Linked DNA regions of Sus scrofa: region 2 is linked to region 1. Evidence: chromatin contacts called from public HiChIP or PLAC-seq data. All regions are on one chromosome and are shown on one strand. The core of a region is the stretch at or near the end of the contact, and the rest is flanking DNA. Distances in the headings are between cores, read along the strand shown. Region 1 holds the start of LOC106505712 (a long non-coding RNA gene). Region 2 has its middle 130 kb from the start of RAP2B.

What was found. HiChIP or PLAC-seq counts read pairs in DNA pulled down with a chosen protein or histone mark.
Region 2: an H3K27ac HiChIP or PLAC-seq map of alveolar macrophages shows a contact between it and region 1. The contact joins two enhancer-like sites. A contact is called at or near these places in 1 of 47 Hi-C or Micro-C datasets (epiblast stem cells) and 1 of 2 datasets of contacts at active chromatin or transcription factors (alveolar macrophages).

The regions. Positions count from the first base shown.
Region 1 is chr13:92,430,572-92,437,813 of Sscrofa11.1, reverse strand. It overlaps LOC106505712 (a long non-coding RNA gene), which reads left to right and starts at 433. Exons shown (of 5, transcript XR_001300369.2): 1 at 433-1,262. Within about 2 kb of position 4,968, at least 13 of the 83 cell types and tissues checked have an H3K27ac peak or open chromatin away from gene starts, as enhancers often do. A contact at or near this core is called in alveolar macrophages, where this site is marked.
Region 2 is chr13:93,176,617-93,183,217 of Sscrofa11.1, reverse strand. No RefSeq gene overlaps it. Among named protein-coding and RNA genes, the nearest start is that of RAP2B, 130 kb to the left of the region's middle. Within about 2 kb of position 4,832, at least 10 of the 83 cell types and tissues checked have an H3K27ac peak or open chromatin away from gene starts, as enhancers often do. A contact at or near this core is called in alveolar macrophages, where this site is marked.

The DNA of each region.
Region 1 (7,242 bases), core at 3,719-6,218:
ATATGCCTGATGGTCCCTTTGCTATATAGCAGAAATTAACACAACACTGTAATAATAAATTAAAATAAAATAAAGTAACAAAAAATAAATGCAAAAGAAGTGAATTCAGTGCAATTACTATGACAGAGACAGAATCTCTGCAGAAAGATGTTTTTCTTCATCTCTCACTAACTTGCAGCAAAGCCAATCTTTTCCTTCTAGAGCTATAAAAATATATCTAGGAATATTGTTTACATTATTGGTGGTGCATATTTTGCTTTATTGAAACCTCAGGAATAGAATGTATGAACTTCTTGGTGTGAGAAACAAAGTATTTTTTTATCACTATTACGTTATACGGTGAGACCAACAATATGTATGTTCAATATTCCTCTGGACAACTAACAAAGTAGGAGATTGAGCACTGAAAATTATTATTTTTGGAGTATATTATCTTATTATTCTTTGTATCATCAGCACTTGGCAGAGTTCTTGGTACATGATAGATAATGCTTGCTGTAATCATAAGTGAATAAGTGCTAATATTCATTGTCTTGATTAATAATTTGGGTAGTTTGAAAAAAGTCCCAAAATGGATGAAGGGACTGAAGCTGGCTATGATTCATCTTCATAGATTAACTAGTAGGAGTTTAAAAGCTGAATAGCAAGAAAAAAAATAACTCTATTAGGAATGACATCTGAGTCATAAACCCAGTAATAGAAGCCTTAAGTTTTAAAGCTTGTGTTGCAATCATTAAATTTCAACAGTTCTTTTGCTATCATCCAACTTCACATGCCATGTTCAGTAGCAGCAATATGTCAAGATGTGAAATGACCAGCCTCTTCATGGAACAGTGCAGAGATATAATTTCTCTCCAAATTTAATCTAGCATTTTGTTTTCTTTTTAGAGGTAGTGGTTGCACTTTTGCCTTACACCACCTCTTGAGAGCCCTTTAACAAACATATTTGATAAATTCTGATTGAAAAAGTAATGTTTTTGCATGTTTTACAAATGGTTCATTTGTTTTCTCTTTCATAATCTAATTTACATAAAAATTCTCTCTCAAGGATGGACACATTTTATTTTCGTAATTTTTTGTTATGTTCTGAATTTGGGTAGAAGTTGGTATATATTTTTTTTCACTTTAACTCAAATTTCAGAACATCTTCAGATGCTTCTGAGTAATATGAATTTTAGTAGATGGTAATTTTTTTCTCAATCCATTTAAGAATCACTCTGAAAAAAGAAACAGCATTGAAGATTCGGTCTCTCTGCAGTTCTGTAAGTTAAAATGACTGAAAATGAAACTTTGTATGTGGTTAATGTAGACTAAACTTATGCATGTTTCTCAACTTAACTTCCTTATTTCAGGCAAATGTACTATAGTTAATAGTTTCTCTATTAACTCAACAAGGGATTTTTAAAAAAAGATTGGTTGTTTTAAAAAGTGTTTCCCAAGATGGATAGGTTAAATGACTAAATTCTATCACTCTATCAACAAAATGTTAAGTGTTTTTTTCTTGCCTTCATATTTGTTTCTGTGTATTCTCCCCACGTCCTTTTCCTCTATTAAAATTCATGCCTTAACTTTCTTTAAATCTGCTCTTTAGATCATCACCTGTTCCAAAAAACCCTTCACTTCCTTAGGGACACTTTTGTTTAAAATTCTACTCTATTTTGTATTTTTTTATATTCTGCTTTAAAACAGAGTGAGTGGGTTACAAAAAACTCCAACAATTTTTAGCCATTCCTCATTATCTACTCTTACGTACAAACTCCTCAGTTAGGGTCTCAAATATATTTAAAGTGTGACCCCAACCATCTCTTCAAGCACTTTGATTCCTTCTATATCCTACCATAAATCAAATCCCACTTCATTATTTCCAATTGTAACTTGCAGTTTTGTTCAACCTTTTTATTTACATTGTCTCCCTCTCAGCCTCTTATCCCCTATATTCACTTCTGCCAGAATTTATATTTAATAGGTATTTACTTAACAATTATCTGCTAAGTCATGTGATTTCCTAGCTTAGGGCCATGTCCCTGGCCCTAAGCTAGGAAATGGAGAGAAGGCAGCAAACAACTGAAGAATGGTCCCTGAACTTATAGAGCTTACATTAAATAAAACCCAAATCACTGGAGTTCTCTTGTAGCACAGCAGGTTCTGGTGTTGTCACTGCAGTGGCCTGGGTCACTGCTCTGGTGAGGGTTCGATCCCTGGCCCAGGAACTGCCATATGCTGTGGGTGTGGCCAAACAAAAACATAATCACCAAATTAAATAGAAAACTAAAAATTTATGAAAAACTCTTAGAAGGAAAGATCTGTAGAGCTGTGAGAGCAAAACAGGGAGATCCAATTTAAATCTGGCGATCTATCTCTCAGCTACAAAAACTGTGAGATCCAAAGTATAGGCAGGATTTCCTAAGCAAAGATTAAGTGGAAATCAATGCAGTCAAGAGAAATCGCATTTTCATATGCATTGAAGAACTTTCTGAAGAAGACAAGCGTGACCATTGATTAACATGAGAGGGAATTTCACCTACATGGAATGGACACTCTTTTCCTGGAGCAAAAGCAGATGTGCTCTTCCATTCCTTCCTCTAACCTGAGCAGTGAACATTTTTAATGTAATTATTCATCCTTGGCGTGTGGATTTTGGACAAGTCTTATCTCCCCTACTAGATTGTTAAGCTCCTTGAAGGCAAGAATTATTTCTTATTTTTATTTTTGTCCTCCACATTGTTCATAATGCCCCATGGGTAGTGAATACAAGACCAACTTCCTGAGTGTGGAACTGAGAAGGACCAACCGTTGTTTTAATTCTCTGGCATCACCACCCTCCATTTATCAATACTTTTTGAAAAAGGGACCTCACATTTTCATTTTCTACCTAGCCCCACTCCCTCCAAATTATTTGGCCAATCTTGAATGAGTACAAATGTTCTGGGTGAATGAGTGGTTTAAGGATTAAAGTGATCTAATTAGAGAAGTTTTGCAGGGTATTTTTTTCTTTTGGAGTCAACCTTATTCCAGGAACATCATATGACTCTTGGTTATGTGATGGGTGGCTAGGAAATGGGTAATATTCTCCTTTAAGAGAAGTTCTTAATCCTCCAATGTACTAATCCTTAAATACTAACTTGAACTCCATATTGACTTGGTCACAATTTAAATCCTCCTAGGACCCTATTAGTTGCAACATATTCTTTCATGGTTATTACTATTAGAACCTATCTAAAAAAAGGACACAATGAACTTCTTTGCAGAACAGATACTGACTCACAGACTTTGAAAAACTTATGGTTTCCAAATGAGACAGGTTGGGGGGTCGGGGGATGCACTGAGGTTTGGGAGGGAAATGCTATAAAATGGGTTGTGATGGTCATTGTACAACTATAAATGTAATAAAATTCATTGAGTAATTAAAAAAATAACCTATTCTAGGAGATAAGTAAGTCAAAGTTCCAGGCATAGTTTGTGAGATCATTCATCTCTTTGCATTATGTGAATTGTTTGTCCCTCCCACCTATCACAAGCACGAATGAAAGACGCTGATGTGGAAAAACACATGCCATTTAGGCTCCTGCTGATGAGTTTACGGAAGTTTGCAGAAAAAGCAGAAGCAGCAAGGACCTTCATTTTTCACATTATTTGTGACTGGCAGTGAATGCGACTAGACATTCCAGAGCTGAAGCCATGTGATTTGGGGGGCCTGAAAGAACTAGTTTAGTTCTTTGTCCAGACACGTACAGTGCTAGAAAGTATTTGTGAGAACCTGGAATAAATATTGAGTCATTGACTGAATTGCTCTTTCCAGTTGAGAAGCCCCTTTGAGAATACAGAAGGATTTTTAGCTCACCCTCCAGTTCACCATGCTACAATCAACATTATTACTAAGCTCTGATATGACAGACCACCTCTCACTATCTGTCTGGTCAATGATCCATGGATTATGGCCTTTTTCATGCAGTTGACAACTTAAACTATCTAAGCTTATGAGGACTTTTTACAGTTACCTGCCACACTGAGTCAAAAAAGATCCTGCAGAGGAAATTGGACTTAAACAACATACCTTTCAATTCATTGCCTCTTGACACAGCGTACAGATTGCAAGTTTATTTCATGTAACGCTTTTAAGGATCCCAGGGGGCAATCACATGCACGTTCTGAGCTCAAGCTTAGGTTCTTGTTTCTCTCTGTTAAACAAATGACAGTTGAAATATTAACAATTGCCATATTTTATCATTTCAGAGGAGCTAAGAACGTATTGTAAAATTAGTAACTACAAATATTGTTTTGAGAGAAGATGAAATTTAAACCTATGCAACTGAGCGGGACTGGGTAAAAAAGTATTAGGTCTACTTGGTGATTATTTATGGACATAGAGTTATTCACTTGCTGAGAGAGTGCATATGTTTTGTAATTGTGTAATATAGTGAATCTATATTACTTATGAGCAAAGTATCATCCCTCTGCATTTTTTTCTGAATCCCTCAGGAAGAATTCCTCCTTGGTAGCCTACCTATACATTGTATGTCTTTCCTGGCACTTAATCTCCCTAAACTTATAATTTTTACCATTCTCTTTCTCTCTAGCTGAAACCTTGAGTATGGGCACCACTTTTTCAGTATAGGGATATTCTTGGTGTCTTTATCCATGGTTCCTGGCAGGTAATAAATACTTATTAAATGAATAATGAAAGAGCACGTGGATCATCCATCTTTTAAATTATACCATAGATATCTATATCTCCTTAGTCCTGACACAGAGATGACCATCAAGCCTTGGAAAGATAGTCTGAAGCAATAGGAAATTTATACCAGGTCCAGCAGTTGTAAGGACACATAAGAATGTGCCCATGTGAAATGGTAAAGGGAGCTCTGGAAAGCAGAGTGTTTTCTGTCCCGAAGGCAAGACTATCTAGCTCAAGTGGCAGAGGGAGGCAGTGTTTCAGAAGACAGCAAACAGCACAGGGCCTGCTTTGATGTCTCTGCTCACAGTAAACCACATCCTCATCCTTGGGGTGAGGTACTCTCTGAAGTGCATGGCTTGTGCTCTAACGTCTGGAAGGAGGCACTCATTTTTAACTTCTGCCCCCATATACAGGCTTTAGAATGAGGATGGGACATATCATTAGAGCCGCTATCATTAGAGCCCCTGTCAGATGACAGAAACATATGATTTAATGAAAGGGATTAGGAAGGATTCATTTCTACACTTACATTTCAAATTTGTTAAATTCTGTGGGGCAGAGTGCCAACACATTCATTTACAGAGAGATAAATATTTCACAGGTGTATATAAAAGACATCATGTAAAGTATGTTTTTTCTTTGGAGTTCTGCCGTGGTGCAGCAGAAACAAATCTGATTGGGAACCGTAAGGTTTCGGGTTCAATCCCTGGCCTCACTCAGTGGGTTAAGGATCTGGTGTTGCTGTGAGCTGTGGCATAAGTCACAGACGTGGCTTGGATCCCGCATTGCTGTGCTGTGGTGTAGGCCAGCAGCAACAGCTCTGATTAGACCCCTAGCCTGGGAGCCTCCATATACTGTGGGTACGGCCCTGAAAAGACAAAAGATCAAAAAAAAAAAAAAAAAGAATGTGTTTTTTTAATAAACAAAAGCAGTCTAGATTGGACTCTGCCTCTGTCCTACAGAATCAGTATCAGTTCGTAAAAAGAGTATATATACACACATATTTTAAAAATCTACTTATAGTCAAATTAATTATAGTAGAAAACTTTAATCTGTGAATCTAACTAAGCATATTGTCTAGATGCCAACTGGAGACCCATTTCATAGGGCAGGATAAAAGAACGTTAACAAAATTGTAAGAATTTATCTAGATCTCTTTCCTCTAATTTAGTTAGCTATAGAAAGGTTTTTTTTTTAAGTAAGTTTTTCCTTTTTATTTATTTTTTTATTTTTAGTTCTTTCCACTAGTTTCCCTCAACATAATTTCTGATCACAACATAAAATGAGCTATTATTTATTTTTTGTCAATTTAAAAATTAATATCTACTTTCTTTTAATTTTCCTCAGATTATTTTAAATTTACATTTTCTTCCTAATTATTCTTTTCTTTTTTTAAGTGGCCTATTAGAAAATTTTATTTTCAAAGGACTTGTGATAAACATGGCTGTCCCTCTCCTCAACCCTTTCATGCTCATGCAGAAGCATGATTTTTTTTGAAATATCAAGAGGCCATTCTCTCCACCATAGAGAGATAACTATTGCTGAGTTTAAGACAACTATTCATTTTTCTAGTAATAGAAATGGAAATGGTCATATGATGCAATTTGAGCCAAGGGAAGTCCTGCTGGAAGCAACTAGGAAAATTGATATTTTTATTAATAAGAGACACAAGGAAAATATATGGCCTTTTGTAGTCTTTTTTTGGGTGAGGATACCATATTTGCAGCTATTGCAGCCAACCTGCAGTTATTTGAATGAGATAAGCCTAAGGGCAAAGATAAGGAATTAGGGGGAAAAAAAAAAGATGGACAGATACTGGGTCAGTTGTAAAATTTTTGTGAGTTAATAAATCGTCTCATGTTTTAAGCCACTTTAAGTAGCATCCTCTGCTACTCATTGAAAGTATGCTAATGGACATGCCACTGTTTCTGGAGACTTATGGCTTCAACTGAGAGTGGGGCTATGATTTTATCTCAGAAGATGCCATTTAATTCAGGATTTTTTATTGAATGTGCAGACTCAGCCAATTAAGCTCTATAATTTGATACTTAGGATACTAGGTGAAGACCAAGTTAGGCTTAGGCTAATAATCCATAATTTCAAATAACTATGTTTTTGAAAGTATTTTGACATTTAAGATTATAGAGTCACAGAGTTAAGCTGCTATGGTCTTGCCTTTAGAGCATCATTTACAGATTGAAAATTTCCTCTCTCTCTCTTTTTGCCTAATAATTATTATAAAGCAAATATAAAATATTTTGATCCATTATAATATGGAGGAAACAAAATCATCATGATGTGATGGGTGAAAAATTAATCAACAAGACATAGGTTTTTAGGGGACTTGACACAATTCTGACCACTTTATTAGGCCCTGATTATACAGAAAACTCAGTTGGTAGTCACATAGCAATGATCTGCTAAGAATACTGCCATGAGAATCAACAAAAGAACTCTTGGCTGGAGTGAATTTTGAGGAAAAAAATCCTCAGAATATCAAAATTAAAAGGAATATTCTACAGTACCTTGTCAACTTCTTTATTCAACATCACTGGAAGTAATTTCAG
Region 2 (6,601 bases), core at 3,583-6,082, 750 kb before region 1:
TTGTGTCTTTTGTGTCTGTTTTTCAGATGATACAATGCTGGTTTTTGTTGTGTTGTTTGTTTGCTTTTTAGGGCCACACCTGAGGCATATGGAAGTTCCCAGGCCAGGGGTCAAATTGCCACAGCCACAGCAATGCGGGATCCAATCCACATCTGTGACCTAGATCACAGCTCATGACAATGTTAGATCCCTGACCCACTGAGCAAGGCCAGGGATTGAACCCACATGGATTCAACCTCATGGATACTAGTCGGATTCATTTCTGCTGCACCATGGTGGGAACTCCTATAATGCTTTTTTTTTTTTTTTTTTTTTGATTACATTAGCTTTGTAGTATAATTTGAAATCAGGAAGTATGATTCCTGCAACTTTCTTCTTTTTACCTCAGAATTGATTTGGATATTCAGGGTCTTTTTTGTTTCCATACACATTTTAGATTTTTTGCTCTATTCCTATGAAATAATGTCCTTTGGATTTTAATATGTATTGCACTGAATCTATAGATTGCCTTGGCAAGTATGGTCATTTAAAAAGTATTAATTCTTCCAACCTATGAGAATGGAGTATCTTTCTGTTTTTTGTGTGTGTTTTCTTCAATTTCTTTCATCAATACCTTATAGTTTTCACTGCACAGGTTTTTCACCTCCTTGGTTAAATTCCTAGGTATTTTATTCTTTTTGTTGCAATTGCAAATGAGATTCTTTTCTTAATTTCTCTTTCTTCTAGTTTGTTGCTAGTGTACAGAAATGCAACAGGTTTTTGTATATTGAGTTTGTACCCTGCAATTTTACTGTCTCTGTTTATTATTTCTAATAGTTCTTTTTTTTTTTTTGTCTTTAGAATTTTCTATATATAAAATCATGTCATCTGCAGATCATTACTGCTTCATTTCTTCCTTTCCAGTTTGGATGTTTTTTATTTCTTTTTCATGCCTAATTACTTTTTATAGGACTTCCAAAACTATGTTGAATAAGAATTGGCAAGAGTGGGCATCCTTGCATTGTTCTTGACCTTAGAGGTATAGCTTTCAGTTTTTCACCATTGAATATGGTGTTAGCAATGGACATGTCATTTGTAGCCTAATCACATTGAGGTACATTTCTTTTATATACATTTCATTAAAAGTTTTTAAATCATAAATGTATGTTGAATCTTATCAAATGCATTTTGTGCATCTAATAAGATCATATGATTTTTTTTAACTTTCATTTTGTTAATGTGTTTATCATATTGTGTGATTTGTGAATGTTGAACCATCCTTGCATCCTTGGGATAAATCCCATTTGATCCCAGTATATGTTCCTTTTAATGTATTTGAATTTGGCTTGCTAATCTTTTGCTGAGGATTTTTACATCTATGTTCATCAGTGATATTGGCCTATAATTTTTGTCTATGTTGTCCTTGTCTGATATTGGTATTAGGCACATATATGCCTCATAAAATGAGTTAGGAAGTGCTCCCTCCACTTTAGTTTTTTAGAAGAATTTGAGAAGGATAGGTATTTAGTCTTCTTTAAATGTTTGGTAGAACTCATCTGTGAAGGCATCTGGTCCTGGACTTTTGGAGAGGTTTTTCATTACTGTTTCAATCTGCTTAGTAATCAATCTATTCAGACTTTCTATTTCTTTCTAATTCAGTCTGGGAAGGTTACATGATTCTAAGAATTTATCCATTTCTTACAGGTTGTTCAATTTGTTGGTGTGTAGCTGTTCATAGTATTCTTTTATAATCTTTTGTATTTTGGTAGTATCCATTGTAATTTTTCCTCTTTAATTTCTGATTTTATTTATCAGAGACTTATCTCTTTTTTTTCTTAGTCTACCTAAAGGTTTGAACCAGCTCTTAGTTTCATTGATGTTTTCATTGCCTTTTTAGTCCCTATTTTATTTATTTCCACTCTGATCTTTATTATGTCCTTTCTCTTACTTACTTTGAGCTTTGTTCTTCTTTTTCTAGTTTCTTTATGTGAAAGCTTAGATGATGTTTATGAGAGATTTTTCTTGTTTCTTGAGGTAGGCCTGTAAAATTGCTATTAAATTCCCTTAGTAATGCTTTTACTGCATCCTGAAGATTTTATTTAGAGTATTATATCTTTATTTTCATTTGTCTTCAGGGATTTTTAAATTTATTCTTTGATTTCTTCATTGACACAGTAGTTATTCAGTAGCATATTGTTTAGTCTCCACATATTTGTGATTTTTTTCCAGCTCTCTTCTTGTAGTTGATTTCTAACTTCAGACCATTGTGATTTGAAAAATGCTTGATATGATTTCAGTCTTCTTAAATTTATTGAGGCTTGTTTTGTGTCCCAACATACGGTCCGTCCTTAAGAATATCCCATGTGTACTTGAGAAGAATGTGTGTTCTGCTGCATTTGGATGGAATATTCTGTATAAATGTATTAAGTCCATCTAGTATAATATTTCATTTAAGGCCACTATTTCCTTGTTGACTTTCTATCTGGATGATCTACCCATTGATATAAGTGGGGTGTTAAAGTCACCTACCATTGTTGTATTGTTGTCAATGTCTCCCTTTAGGCCTATTAATAATTGTTTTGGTGCTCATATATTAGGTGCTTATATGTTAATAACTATGTCTTCTTGATGGATATTCACCTTTATTATAATGTCATGTCCATATTTTTCTCTTATTACCTTTTTAGCTTGAAGTTTGTTTTGTCTGATATGAGTATGGCTACACCCATTTTTTTTGGCTGCCATTAGCTTGAATTATCATATTCCATCCCTTCACTTCGACCCTATGTTTGTCTTTAGAGCCTAGATGGGTCTCCTGTAGGCAACATATATTTGGGTCTCATTTTTTTAATCCAGCCAGCCAATTTGTGTCTTTTGATTTACATTAAGGGTGATGTACAAGTGAGGACTTTATATTGTTATTTTATCTTTTGTTTCTGGTTGCTCTTTATCTCTATGGTTTCCTTTTCCTTATGCTTCAGTCTGCCATTTTAGTTTGGTTGTTTTCTGTGATATTTTTCTCAATTACTTTTTTTTATGTTTAGTGTCTCTGGTTAGATTTGTTTTGTATTTGCCATGAGGTTTATAAAAAATATCTCATAGATAAAACAGTCCTCCTCCTGCTGATAGTATCCTCTCTTCTTTGGCCTACATGGGTTTTTTCCTTTTCTTCTTCTTTTTTTTTTTTGGTGTGGGGTGGGTACAAATTATCCCTTTTTATGTTGTGTGTTTGTTAACAAATTAAAGTAGCTATATTATTTTTACTACTATGTTTCTATTAGCCTTTATGTTATAATTGTTCAACAATCTATTCTGAAATAGATGCAATTTTATGATTTTTTTTCTATTTATCAGCTTACTATAGGTTTTGTATATTTTTGCCTTTTGTTTGAGGTAGAAGAGCTCCTTTCAACATTTCTTGTAAGGCAGGGCTAGTGGTGATAAACCCCCTCAGCTTTTGTTTATCTGGGAAAGTCTTTATTTCTCCTTCTTATCTGAATGATAACTTTGCTGGATAGAGTATTCTTGGCTGATAGCTTCTATCTTTCAATATTTTGAGTATGTCATTCCAGTCTTTCTGGTCTCTACAGCTTCTGATGAGAAATCTGCTGATAGACTAATAGAGGTTCCTTTGAAGGTAGCTGTCGTTTTCTCCTCCTGGCTTCCTTTAAAATTCTTTATTTATCATTGACAAATTTAACACAATGCGTTTTAGAGAAGTTTTTTTTGTATTGGGGTAAATGGGTGTACTCTTAGCTTTGTGAACATGTATATCCAGTTTCTTCCCTAGATTTGAGAAACTTTCAGCTATTATTTCTTTAAATAAAAACTCTGTTCCATTCTCTCTCTTCTTCTCTTGGATTCTCATTATCCATATATTGCCTTTCTTAATGAAGTTTTCATAAAATTTCTTTATTTTTTTAACACCTTTCTTATTTAGGTAAAGATTCTTTTTTTGTTGGCTGCACCTATGGTATGTGGAAGTTCCCCGGCCAGGGATCAAACTCTCACCACAGCAGCAACCCAGGCTGCTGCAGTGATAATGCCAGATCTTTGACCCAATGTGCCACAAGAGAACCCCTAAGTAAAGATGTTTAAACTTTGATTCTAGCAATTCAATTTGGTAACTAGCTGTCTTTCTTTTATTTTTCAGTAGGTGGCGCTATAGCACAAGTTTTTGGTTTCTTTTACCTGCACTGCCTTTGGCTATATTTGAGGATCTGCACTTTCCACCCTCTACCGCCTCTGCCATGGGTGTCGCTGATACCTTCATTGTTGCTGCTTGTGTCTCTCAGGTTGCTGGTGGCTTGCTGCTGGTAGCTTGCTGGTCACTTGCTGCATTGCCACCAGGGGCACCAGGGTGGTGTGCCTCTGTTGCATCTGGGGTTGTTGGTTTTAGATATGCCTGCTGTGGATTGGGAAGGGGCAGAGTCAAGGATGCTACTGTGGCTGGAGGGACAGGAATCATACATTCTGCTGCTGTGCTGCTACCCAGTTCCCTGTGGCCACTGTTGCCACTATAGCTGGGAAGCTGGAGTTGTGTGGACCCTCCTCTCTGCTGCTACAGGTTCTCTGGAGCTGCAGGCTTCAGCTACCACAGGGCCTGGATCATGGGTACCGCTTTTACCATTCCCCCACCTCCTCTGTGTTCTCCAGGCTACCCACCTTCAGCTGTGTAGATGTGTGAATCTCTCTGGGATCCAGATGTGTTGGGCAGAGAAGCCTTGGTTGAATTACAGATATTTTGCTAGTTGAAAATTGAAGGGGAGAGGCAAAGGGAAAATGTCATGCTGTCACCTCACAAGCGCATGTCCTTTTGCCTAAATAAATTAAATTCTAGGAACTGAGGGAATCTGTGGCTGAGTCAGAGCGCCGAAGCGATGACAGTGATCTGTGACAGTGGGAACTATTTCTAAAGCCTAGGGACTGGCAAATATAAGTTTAAAAAATGCAAATTTAAAAAACAAAAGTTTAAAAAATGCAGTTTCATAACAAACAAATATTTACGCTAAAGTCTGGTGAGGCAACTTTTGATTCTGAGCAAAGCAGTTTCTTAGCATTTAGAAATGGAACCAGACCTTCCAAATACAAATGGCAGACTTGAGATAAATGTTCATTTTCATTTATTTCTTAAGACTCAAAAATCACAAGGATTTAAAAATGCATAAATCTGAGTATATATGGCAGTAGATGAGAAAGACCCATACCTTTTGAATCTAAAAATGCAATACAAACATAGTTAACTGATACAGAAGTCCATGGAAAGTGAAACCTAAGTTTGTGATAGAGTAAAGCAGAAAAATCAAGGAGAAGTAAGCCATATCCACTATAAACCTGAAAAGACTTGGGAAAAGGGGGAAAACATAGGGATAGCTACCATGCATAAAGTGGGTAATAATAAGTCCAAATAATGAGGACTCCCTTCTCCTGCTTGGATCATATAATTTGACATCCAACCATATACCAGCCTTACCTCTACTATGCATGAGATTGGAATATTCCTCCCTGAGGGCAGTTACATGTGCTCAGGTGAAGAGCTTACCAATAATGACAGTCAGAGGTCTGAAAATAAAGTAGGTGGCTTGCTGGCCAGTCATCTTATAGAAAAGCCTACCAGTTGACAGGCTGCTTCACCTCCAACTCAAACACAGATTTTCCAAATAGCTTTCTCCGTGTCTGTCTCTTTTGCTAAACTAAGCTACCATGTGATGACCTTTCTCTAGTTGTTCCTCCACCTCCTTATCCATTTGACAGACTCTTCTTTATTCTTCATCCCTCAGCTTAAATGCCAAGACTTGCATGTTTTCTCAGAGAATAAGCACATCATCCCGTCTCCCTGATGCTGCATTATATGCATTTTTTGACGTTTTATTGCTTTTGTTATGTGGATCTAGGCATGCCTTCCTCCTCATTTGGCCATGATTCTTTCAAAGGTAGGGACCATATTCTTTTTAGGTCTATGTTCGCAGCCTCTATTCCAGTGCCTGGAACAAAGAAGAATGTATCTTAACCCATTTTTAATGTCAGTTGCGTACGGTGTGAATTTAGAACAACTAACCTAAAAGGCTTCTCTTTGAAACCTGAGCCACTGTGACTATAAAACAAAAATATGATTTCCCAAGAAGTAATCAAGACTGTGTATAAAGGAATTGGCCATTGTAATTATATAATTGAGAAAGTGAGAATCCGTTGGAAACAGAACTGGTATACTATGCAGTATAAAAACTATTGAAGAAAATGCAATCATTTCCTTAAAGTACTTATTTTTCATTCTCTATTCATGTTTTTTCTTCACTAGTCTCTTCACATTTAGATACCATGTAATTTTGTTCTGTATATATGATGTATAATAGATATATCTTATCTATATATATATAATTTTCAGTCTTACAAATCAGGCAGCGACATGCGTCTACTGTCTAGCCATTCCTTGTGTTTGGATTTGAGGACTTTGAGAACAGTCTTAGCAATCAATTTCTATTGGGAAACTTTTGTGACTAACTTTGGGGAACTCTTGAGATTTATGTGCCATATTTCTAAAGCTTCCTCTTTAACAGAGGTGTAAAAGAGTTGTTGGAATAGAATTAATGCTATTTTTCTTATGACTGGCACAATATCTCAT